Linked DNA regions of Mus musculus: region 2 is linked to region 1. Evidence: chromatin contacts called from public Hi-C data. All regions are on one chromosome and are shown on one strand. The core of a region is the stretch at or near the end of the contact, and the rest is flanking DNA. Distances in the headings are between cores, read along the strand shown.

The links. A called contact is a pair of places that touch in the nucleus more often than the background predicts.
Region 2: a Hi-C map of Th1 cells shows a contact between it and region 1, with 2.4 times the contacts expected there. A contact is called at or near these places in 2 of 484 Hi-C or Micro-C datasets (Th1 cells and nephron progenitors), 1 of 130 datasets of targeted methods (embryonic stem cells) and 1 of 9 other capture datasets (adipose tissue).

Annotation. Positions count from the first base shown.
Region 1 is chr19:23,271,455-23,277,396 of GRCm38.p6, forward strand. Smc5 (structural maintenance of chromosomes 5) reads right to left here and starts at 2,443. Exons shown (of 25, transcript NM_001252684.1): 1 at 2,180-2,443. The coding sequence starts at 2,364. It overlaps Gm33950 (a long non-coding RNA gene), which reads left to right and starts at 2,454. Exons shown (of 2, transcript XR_386613.2): 1 at 2,454-2,551; 2 at 2,770-2,905.
Region 2 is chr19:23,204,645-23,210,586 of GRCm38.p6, forward strand. It overlaps Smc5 (structural maintenance of chromosomes 5), which reads right to left. Exons shown (of 25, transcript NM_001252684.1): 23 at 5,780-5,942; 24 at 5,607-5,702; 25 at 1,797-4,324. The coding sequence ends at 4,184. Among named protein-coding and RNA genes, the nearest start is that of Mir1192, 58 kb to the left of the region's middle.

The DNA of each region.
Region 1 (5,942 bases), core at 1,193-3,692:
CTATAAGTTCTGTTCCTCTAGAAAATCTGAATATACCCCCCCAAATCTAAAATCTTATATTATTAAAATAAACAAAACCATACCCAACTCTGCATTTTTCACCTACTTTTTTTCTTTTTGCTGTTTTGGTCCAAGCTTTTCTTCCTTGGTCTAAAAAGTTTTCTTTTGTACTACTTGATCAAAGGGAAAACATTTTTCCAATTGCTCAATGTAGGAGGCTTCGGTCTCATTACGAGTTCAATGGAGCAGTTACTTCAAGGATTATTTTAACTAAGCCTCTCTGACGAGTCCCCCGTGAGTCTCAGCTCACCTTCCAGTACAGGAGATCTCTGCGCTCATCTTCTCTCATTCTTACAATAAAGACTTTTTTTTTCAATTTTTTATTAGATATTTTCTTCATTAACATTTCAAATGCCATCCTGAAAGTCCCCTATACCCTTTCCTTCCCCGCCCTGATCCTCTACCCACTCACTCCCACTTCTTGGCCCTGGTGTTCCCCTATACTGGGACATATAAAGTTTGCAATACCAAGGGGCCTCTTTTCCCAATGATGGCTGACTAGGCCATCTTCTGCTACATATGCAGCTAGAGACACGAGCTCTGGGGGTTACTGGTTAGTTCATATTGTTGTTCCACCTATAGGGTTGCAGACCCCTTCAGTTCCTCAATAAACACTTTTTAATTCCTCCAATTTATATTTTCCTTTTTGTAATTTCAAAGATTTCTGTAACATCAATAGCCACCTATACACAGGACTCCCAAGCCTGTGACTTATTCTTTTCTCTCTGAGCTCGTCGAGGCCTTTAGAAACTCCATGCATACATCTCTCTTAGCTATCCCACAGGAAAGTTCAAGACAGAGGCGCTCAACTGCATTCATCATTTATTCTCCGTCCACTCCACCCCCCCACTACTCTCTCTTGAATAACCAGATTGGTTAGCCAGAGCCAGACTTGGGAAGAACTAGGACACACTCCTCCACTCTCAGGCCTCACAATCTATAGGCAGATCTTATCAAATAACCCTTTCAGCTCTGCATTCTTGCTTTCTTACTTTAAATATTCTTGCTTGCTATCTGGCACCCTTTCAAAATCACAGGTTCCCGACCGCCTGCCTGCAGGATGATGCTGGAGTTCTTTAGTATAGTAACAGACAAGCCGGAACAATCGTTTCCAACCTCTATTCACCTATGTTCTTACATTCTACCTAAGGTCACTCACGAAACATTACAAACTGGCTTTCAGGCAGTTCCTTCTTTGGGTAATCGTCTTCCCTCCTTTTCTACTTTAGTATCTTCTTCACAAAGCTCTGATGGTTGGGGATGGACTTAGCCTTTTCAGTCTGTGCCTCCCATGAAATCCTGGGTAGATAAGTTACAGCAGATAACCTCATGCTGAGTACAGTTACCTTTCCTGATCAGGATTCAAATTAGCAATTTTGCTATTAGAATCTATACAGACCGGGGCAAAAAAACAATAGCCATGAGTTTATGTCATCAACAAAGACAGGTAGAAACGCAGCGATGTGTAAATAAAACAAACGAACACCTGATACACAACTGCTTGAAAAAAAAATGGTATTGTTATTAAGGGTCTATAAATTATGCAAGCCTACATTTAAGAAAAAATACCTCGAAAAGATAACTCTAAGATGATAAACAGATAATGATATTTCTGGTAACATTTAGAATCTACTCAACTAGTTGGGGTCGGGGCAAGGAAGAAAGGAGGATTGGACGGGGCAAGAATCTGCAAGGAGGTACAAAAACTGGGAACACGATTTTTAATTTCTTTGGTACACTCTAATCTCCAATCAACAACCATTACCATGTCATCTGCCCATTCTGGAAATCGTGTACACTTTTTAAAATTTGCCACTCTGCTGTAACTGTCGAGTTTTGTGAAGTGCACAGGTCCGTGGTAGATCGAGATTCGCAGATTAACAAACTAGAGACCCGGCCCCTTCGTATCTACTGCCTAGAGCCGACGCCTTCCAAAACCACTGGGTGGATAAAAACATCAGGCCACACGCCTACTACAGCCAACACGGCCAGTCTTCGTGGCCTAGGCAGGGAATGCCTCAGGGTTAGCCTGGCACAGGTTCCCCACCGCCGGGCACAGCCCACCGCCCCGGGCCTGCGGGCCGCTTGCTCCCGCCCAGCGCGGCCTGCCGCCACTCACAAGAAGTTCTCCATGGCGATGCGGACGATTGAGCCCTCGACGAAGGTCCCGGACGGCCGCGGCAGCGTCGGCAACGGGTTCGAGTTCTTTCTCTTGCTCGGGACCTCGGAGGAAGCATCTCTCGGGAGAGACCGCTTGGAAACCTGGGGGTTGGGGGGAGCAGCCTTCCCGCTCGGAGTCGCCATCCTGGCTTCCTCCGCGTCCCGCAGCGGCTTCCGTTCCCGGCGAGCCGCAGCCCAGGAGCCTCCGCGCCCGGCTCCCGCGCTAACTGACCCCGCCTGACCCCGCCCCCGCGGCCCCGATGCGCTTGCGCGGTTCCGCCCCGCAAACCCGAGGCCACGCCCCGACCAACGCTCCCCGGTGGCCTCAGAGGTGCGATGTGTGTGTGTGTGTGTCTGTGTGTGTGTGTGTGTGTGTATGTGTCTCTGTGTGTGTCTCTGTGTGTGTCTCTGTGTGTTTCTCGTGTGTGTGTGTGTGTGTGTGTGTGTGTGTGTGTGTGTGTGTGTGTGTGTGTGTGTGTGTGTGTTACTACTTTGCAACGGTCCCTCCCAGAACTCCAGGCTTCATCTGTCTTATGTTCTACATTGCAGTTTCCTTCCCTGGTGCTCAAATGAACTCCAAAGAAAAGATGCCTGTTGACTGTGCCTGTTGTTGGAAGCATGGCACTAACAACCATCTGATGCTCTCAAGATTGTGAAGAGTGTATTAATTACTTGCCCACTCACACTTCCTAGTCCTTTTATTGTATAATTTATTTATTTTTATTTTATGTGCATTGATGTTTTGCCTGCATGTATGTATGTCTGTGTGAGGGTGTCAGATCTCGGAGTTACAGACAGTGGAACCCAGGTCCTCTAGAATAGCAGTCCGTTCTCTTAACCACTGGGCCATCATGCTATCTCCCAGCACATACATTTATTTATTTATTTGAGACAGACTCTTTATATAGCTCTAGATGGACTACTACTCACTAGAGAGCCCAGGCTGGTCTTGAACTTTTACTACTTCTGCTTCCTTAGTGCAGCCACCAGTTCCAGTGCAGCCACCAGATGGCCTCTCCCTTCAGGGTTTCTTTTTTCTTTTCTTTCTTTCTTTTATTTAATTAAGCATTTCACTTATTTACAACCCAAATGTTGTCTCTCTCCCCCCCCCAGAGTTCTTCCCCCCCCCCCCCATCGCTCCTCCTCTTTGACTCTGAGAGGGTGCCTCTCCCTTGGTATCCCCCCTCCCTGGGGCATCCAGTCTCTGCAGGACTAAGCACATCCTCTTCCACTAAGGCCAGACAAGGCTGCTCTCTGCTACATATGTGCTGGTGGCCTTGGACCAGCCCATGTATGTTCTTTGGTTGGTGGCTTATTCTCTGGGAGCTCCTAGGGGTTCAGGTTAGTTGATATTGTTGGTCTACCTATGGGGTTACCATCCCCTTCGCTTTCTTCAATCCTTCCTTTAAATCTTCCATAGGGGTCCTTTCAGGGTCTTTAAATTCCCTGCTTCTTTAGGAATGGCTCTACCTCCCTGTGCCCATGTTCATCTCATTAGCCCTTTCAAAGATTATGCCCCTGAAGCCCATAGGCAACATTCACCCAACCAATAATAACCGGCCAGAGACTAGGGTAATGGGGAAATAAAGATAAACCATTAAATAGTTTTAAGTAGGAGAGGCCTGTGATCTAATTAAAGCTTTTCAGTCATTCTGCTTGCTGTGTGGAAAACTCATTGAAAGGAGACCTGGGGAGGCCAGTTAGAAATCCCATGCAGTAGAGTCCTCTTTTGACCACTAGAACCAACACTCCTTTTTGCAGGCCCCTGCTTCTTTCTCTCATACAAATGGAATCTGCTCAGTAAAAGTTAAAATGAAAGAAAACATAATCATTGTAGAAAGCATATAAACTTGTTATGGGTACTTGATGTGTGTGTGTGCCTCTGTGTGTGTGTGTGTAAAAATTAAGGAATACCTTGTAAAATGTTCAAGTAACAGGAAGAAATAAAAAGACCCAGTGCTTAGGATACCATGCTGCTAGTACTTCTACACATAGCTGGTATATTCTTGGCTTCAAGAACTTAAAGGTTGCCAGGCATGGTGGTGTATGCCTGCAGTCTCAACACTCAGTATACTGGCCAGGAAGATCACAAATCCTATCAAGGAGAAGGAGGGAGGAGAGGAGAGTCAGATTCTGAACAAGTAATTAGTTATGAGGGAATTTATTCTATGGACAAATAAGAATATAACCAGCAATGGTGGGACTTAAGAGCTTCACCATTAAAGTTAAAGAGTTAATGGGACCAGCGTTACCATTTCGTGCCAGGATGAGACTTTTAGAATGCTGTTAAAGTTATGTTTCTAAACTTAAAAGTTGGGAACAAATCCCCAAATTTGGATGACTGCAGAAAGACAGTCATACTGTGGGTTTTAACTGGCTCGTCATGGTTGCCACTGTATCAGAAAGCACAGTAAAGAAACCACTGAAATGGCCGCTCAGTGCTTGGAAGGGAAAAGCTTACTCCAAGCTGCCAAGACCATCTCTCCAGGAAAGCAGGGCAGGGAGAATGAGGGTTTTAAAGAGACTGAGTAGGAGGTGAGAGGGGCCAAGATGTTAGTGTGGGGGTTGGGAAAGCATAATGAGCATCTGTGAGGGGGGGCGGGGGAGCCTGGAGGCCAGCATGGACTGTGATGTGCAGGTCAGTGCAGCCGTAGGTTCCTTCTGCCAGTGGCAAGGGAAATGATTCCCTTGGGAGATAGCAAAGCATTTCACGAGTTCCAGAGGAATGCTGCTTTTTATCTAAATGCCAGGAATCCTTCTATAGTCCAGGTTGAGCTTTTCTATATATAGGAACTGTCTGAGAGCTAACAGATACCATCCTGAAAGAAGGATAAGGTTGGACCAGCAAGATGATGAAGCACATAAATGTATCTGCTGCAATCTGGGGTCCCACAGTAGAAAGAGAGAACCAATTCCTAGAAGGTATCCTCTGACTCTTACACGTGTGCTTTCACTCACACAACACCATACATACAATAAAAAGAAATCCAACCATAGAAACAATTCCCATGAAGCATAGGAACTTGGGGAGCACACAGGAAAACAATTGTAAAGGGAAAAAACTTGTAATTTCTTTATTCAAGTTAATTCTTAAGATTTTAGTGTAGTTTAAAAAAAAAAGATTTATTTTATGTATGTAAGTACACTGTCACTGTCTTCAGACATACCAGAAGAGGGCATCAGATCCCATCACAGATGGTTGTGAGCTACCGTGTGGTTGCTGGGAATTGAACACAGAACCTCTAGAAGAACAGTCAGTGGACTTAACTGCTGAGCCATCTCTCTAGCCTTAGTGTAGTTTTAATATCTGTCTTCTTGTACATGTATGGTGAGTTCCTTCTGTTTCTCAAAGATAAAAATAATACAATACACACAGACATTGTATTATCTATACTGTATTTGATCATCACTTGATATATTACTTTTCATGTCATTTTCATAAAATCATTTTAGGTAATTAGAATTTCATTGAATACTGTTATTGTTATTGATTTATATAATTATCTTCGGTTAGACTCTGTGTGATTGAAAATTATCGTGAACCAAAGATGCTCCGGTAGACTTAGTAACATATGCTTCTTAAATATGCTTTAAATTTTTCACTCACACACGAAAGTATACACGTTTGTCTTGCTGTATCAGGAGTCTTTCATTCCATTGATAAGAACTACTTTGAGAAACACCTGCCCCTGTCCTGCTGGCCTGGGGCAGCCAGAAGAAAG
Region 2 (5,942 bases), core at 2,562-5,061, 65 kb before region 1:
TGGGAGAGGCAAGCTTATTCCTGAGTTGAAGGCCAACCTGGTCTACATAGTAAGTTGCAGGCCAGTTGGAGCTATAAAAAAAGATATAACAGGGGCTATTGAGAGATGCTTAGTCCATCAAAGCAGTTTTCACTGCTGCTGGAATAGAGGCTGAGATCTTTACATCCTGGTCCACAGGCAGCAAGGCAGGGGGTTGGTGTGGGAGGAGGAAAGAGACAGACAGACAAGACAGACCAGAACTGAGACACTGGGCCTGGCCTGGGCTTTTGAAACCTAAAGCCCACCCATGAAGCAAAATAAAGTCAAATACTTCATGTTTCCTCTCACATGCTGAACACAGATTTAAATGTTTATGTGCGTTTGTGTCCTGAAATTAGGAAGGGGCGTATGAGTCCTTAAAGGAGGCAGGGAAAATGGGAATGAAGAATACATGACTTGAAAGCAGAAAATGGCACTGGGAAAGAAGGAAGGGCAGTGGGGGATGAAGAAGAACAGCAAATAGAGAATGGACAGGAACAGAATAGAGGGACATACATACATGTATGACAATACCAAAATGAAACCAGTTACTCTGCATGCTACACTGAAAATTAAAGGGAAGAGGTTACCGCTGGCTGTGGTAAAGAGGGAAATGGAAAGTCAGCCTGAATAGATACAATATGTCATGTTGGGATTACAGTGAATGGCTAATACATAAATGATTGCACAATATTGTAGATACATTTCATGCCACTGAACTGTGTACTTTAAAGTGATAAAATTTACATTATGGTCATTTGCCACAATAAAGGAAGGAAGGGAGAAATGAAAAGAATTCACACCTTCAATTGTTTCACTGGGAATAAAAAGAAGCTCAAATTGTCAACAGTCAAACCTCCCAAGAATACATAAGCATACTAATGTGCCTTCCTAAATATATGGCTGACTATGAAGTCACGAGGCAAACTAGTATAAACAAGTTAGTTTTATTCAGGGCATGGGGAGGGGAATTAAGAGGGTAGCAGAGACAAAGAGAAGGAGAGAATGGACAAGCAGAGGATGGCCATGACCATGGGGGGGAGGGGGGGGGAAGGTAATGGGGAGATGCAAGGAGGCAAGAGAGAGGCAAGCCCTTAGAGCTCATCTTCAGATTTTATGAAACTTATATGGTATATGAAATACTTGTATGTATCATGTAAAGTCCATCACTACCTGCATCCTGTGAACAAATAACACTAGTAACAGAAAAACCTTTATGCTAATTTTGCTTTCAATTCAGACATAGTACTTCACAGCTCAAAAGATGCAAACTAAGAAAAAAAGTAAAGATTACTAAAGTACCAACTCTGATGCTAGGTTCCCTCACCAGCCTGATTCTCAGGTAAAACCTGTGAATTAGCTATGTCTTCATCTTGCTAGTGTGCAAGCAGCTGAATAACTGTATGCAAGTGGTAAAGCATTCTGACTCAAGATATATTTTAAAAGGTTGCTTTGAGTACTAAGTCAATGTAAGAAATAGTAAGATAACTTGGCGGTTGTGCATGGTTTCAGAAAAGTCAGTGTCAACAAGAACAGTTACTCTTGCCTTCTAGCACAGCTTCTGTGGATGCTTTCAAGCTTTCCCCATGTTTACTGCTATTAGATTCTAATTCCACTGCAAATGGACAAAAGACTAAGTTTTTATCTTTGGAACACAAATAGGCTGTTAAACTCTGCATCATAAATAGTAAAAACTCGAACAGACATTGATTTTTTTTTTGTAATCCTGAAAATAAAAATGTGTTTTAAGAAATTTAAAGTATTAAAATACTCTCATCTTAAATAACCTATACCAATGGAAAAATACGTATTTATTACCAACAAAGTAGCATTTACAACATAGTTTTAGTCAATTACATTTACACAAACCAGAATGAAGTGATGCCCCTGACGTGCTTATGTCCAAGGCTATTGGAAAGCAGCAAGAAATCTCTGTTTGGAACTGGAGAGATGGCTCAGTGGTTAAGTCTACTGGATGCTCTTCCACAGGACCCAATTTCTATACCCAGCACCCATATACCAGTTCAAACTACCTTTAACTCCACTCCTAGGAGATCTGATGCTCTCTTCCAGCCTTAGCAAGTACCAGGTATACAGACATACATATAGGCAAAACAATTATTCACATAAAATAAATAAATCTTACAAAAAAACCAAAACAACCCCCCCTTTTTTTTCTTTTTTTGAACATGAAAAACTTCCTAACAGAGACTGACCTTAGGCAAATCAATGTAAAAATTTAGTTATTAAAAATATTTTTAACCGTCAGGTTTTAAATATTTTATTTATCACATCAGGCTTTTACCTGGAATTTTTACAATTTGAATGTAATTTAAAAAATCAACAGTTGCAGAAAATGACATTATATTATGTTTGACTATTTTTAATATGATGAATGATACATAATTTATCCTTCCCAGCCCAAAGTTCAATATAAAACAGAACATTAATTTTGCTCTCTGAAAGCTTGTTAGCATGATATGTAATTATTTTTGGTATATGTAAACGGAAATGGAATTGCTGATGATGTGAGTTTTAAGTATGTCTTTCTTTCATATAAAACCAAACTACATCAAACACATATCAGTGAAGATATTATATCAGAAACCCAAGCAACAACACAAATGTTTAGTAATAGCCTTCACTAATATGCTACCAAGTTTTTAATTTTTTGACTTGTTCATGTTGATAAAAATGTTATTAAAATATCTTTATACTACCTGTATGATACTTAGTCTAAGAGGGGAGGGTTCTTTTACAAGTTTTAAAAAGAAATACAACTTCTAAAAGAGAAAATGTCTAAGTGAGAGGACATAAACTCATGTTCCATTATTTTTTAACCAAATAAGAATGTAAATTTCATTGGCTATTACGATAATAGACAAAGCCCAAACTTTGTTCAGGCTAGCAAAAAAATAATTTTGTCAGTATCATCAAAGATATGGTTCATTCCACTATTCAATGACATTTCTATTTTCTTTCAAGATTTAGTTTTTTCAAAGAACAGAATTTGTTTGGCATTGTTAATTAGCATTCTCAGAGAAAAATGGTTTTCAATTAATATTTTCAAGGTGGAAGAAAACAATTCATATGAGATTTTTCTAAAATACTGGGTATAAGGAAGGACCTACAAATTCTAAAAACATGATTTGATTCTTTTTTCAATCAATTCTTTGCCTTCGCTCTTTATATAGCACTGAGAAATTTCAAATACAAATTGTAAAAACTCGCATATGAAATTTTAAGAAAAATTTTACTAAAAGTAATTATAAAAATGCTTTCTAGAAATGTAAGATGTAAAATACATTCAACTTTAAATTAAACAAACAAACAAACAAACAAACAAACACACACAAAGCCCTACGACAACACTTATACGCTAACTCCTGTCACCTGATCTCACCCTGCCAGTGTCTGAGCCACATTCTGTATCATCTTTACCTTGTGACCTCTCAAAGTCCTCCTGTCATTTTGAAGCCTCATGCATATGTTTTCCCAATTCTTTGAAGTAACCTATAACATGTTACCTATAACATATTTTCTATGAAAATAAGGGAACCTTTATTTTTTTTAAACAAAGAAATGAACAGATCTGCTGTCAATCACTATCTATTAAGCAGCCATTCCCATACTAGTTTGTAAGAACTAGATATAATACTGGAAGAAAAGTGGGATTTCTAATCCTGGGTTGCCTTTATTCTCTCAGTCAATGTTCTGCACTCAGCACTGTTGTAGTTAGTAAACACTCTGACTGAAATCCCACGCTGCCATACCTTCGATTTGCAACAGGAAATAGCCTTTTCTGTTATGACACATGAAACCACTCAAAAACTGATAACCTTCCTGCCTCCTACTCCTAAACGCTGGGCTAGATGTGGGCCACCACACCTGAGGGGCAGCACAAAGCTGCACACAACAATCCCGTGCTCACAGAGAACTAACGAGGCAATGTCCACCAAAAGTGAAGACTCAGTTTTCACTAGAAAATGTCCCAGAGTCACTGTGGTCTCTACTTCATCAACCTATTTGTTTTTAAAAGCAGGTTTCCAAAAATAACCAATCTTTCTCTTTCAATAAATCTGCTAACTTTTATTCACTTGAGCGAGCGACACATATAAACAGTTAAAGGAAAAAAACCTCCAAAGGCCCCTCCTGTTCTTTCCTTTCACTGAGGTTGAGTAAAGGTTATCCTTCGCCGACGCCTTTGAAAAGCCTTTAAATTCCATCGGTTTGGCTCCAGCATATGAGGACCATTGTAGACAAACAACACTGTCATCTTTTCAGAATAAGGAAGATTCTGTAGAAGCTGTATGGATTGAAACAAATTGCCATATAATTCAAGTATATACCGACAAACAGATTTTCAGCCTTACATATGTTCCAATTCATCAACTTGCCAGATTGACAGCTCTCCAATAAGCATATCTGAAGCCTGGCCTAATTACTGACCTGAAATATCCAGTTGCCCGGAAATCCTCTCTATTTACAAGTCAGCTAGGACTATATACTTCCTAGGTACACTGTGGAAGAGTGTGCACTGAAAACACCTCTCAAACTCCTATGGCTAAGAACTGTGCTGTGACAGACTGCTAGTTTGAAACGTGTGAGGGAGGTTTGGTTTCTAAACCAAGGAGTTTGGTAAGAAATAGAATAGGGCTGGGCAGTGGTGGCGCACACCTGTAATCCCAGCACTTGGGAGGCAGAGGCAGGCAGATTTCTGAGTTCGAGGCCAACCTGGTCTACAGAGTGAGTTCCAGGACAGCCAGGGCTACACAGAGAAACCCTGTCTCGAAAAACCAAAACCAAACAAACAAAAACAAACCCAAAACAAACAAACAAAAAACCCCAAAAACAAAAAAAACAAACAAAAACAAACAAACAAGCCAAAAAGCCAAAAAGAAAGAAATGGAATAGGGGCAGATCTGATTAGCCCACAGATCTGATAAAAGATGATTAAGTTAAAAAAAATGTACATTTCATTTAGGGTGGAATCTCCAATGAGTTAGTTATGAATATTTAGTTGAAAAAGGGAAAAAGTGTGACTACTAATAAAAGCAAATTTAAATCTATTTACTTGATAACATACCACAGCACTATAGTTAACAAAAGGAACATTCCCTTTTCAACAGTTCTAGATTATGGAAAATTCTCTATGAAGATTCCTATGCTGTTGTAAAAGCTCAGCTGTCAGTATTTAGGGCCAGGGTAGTAGCAGTGGGCATTCAGGACAGGAGCAGTATGTGGCGTGACAGAGAAGGCTAGAGAGTTCTGGGGCTTGCATTCCCAGTAGTCTCTTAGCAAAAGAGAATTAGTGTAGAAGGGCAGTGAGTGTCAGAAGTGAGCACGAAGTCTAAGCTCTGGAACAGTATGATGTGCCTCCTCCATCGCTTCCTTAGATGACAGATGACGTTTCCAATTATGTATGTCACTCAACTTGTCCCTCTATGAATGTAAACATTACCATAATCCCTTAGCTTCACTTTTAGGAGTTTTCCTGCTCATATTTACATCTCAGCCCCAATCTTCTCCAAAACTAAGACACAGGGGGCATCTAAGCGCGTGACTCCTGTGAGTGTATCATTACTCACCTTCGGTGTGATGAAGAAATACTGGGATGTGTTCTCTTTACAGGCAGTGTTCACAACCATTTCAAATACTCTCCGTTCATTAATTGGGTCCATACCCTAAAGCCATAAAAACAACTGTTACATTTGTACCTATTAGAGGATGTGGTCCCCTCCCCCCAACGGAGTCACTGTACCTGATTAATTTCATCGACTACTCTGAACGGACATCTGTTAAGCTCCTGAAGTGCCATCAAGTATAGCATAGTAGAAACACTTCTTTCACCTCCACTTTGATGATGAGGAGTTAATTCATGCAGCTGAGTACTACTGCGAAATTTTACTCTAATCCGGATTCCA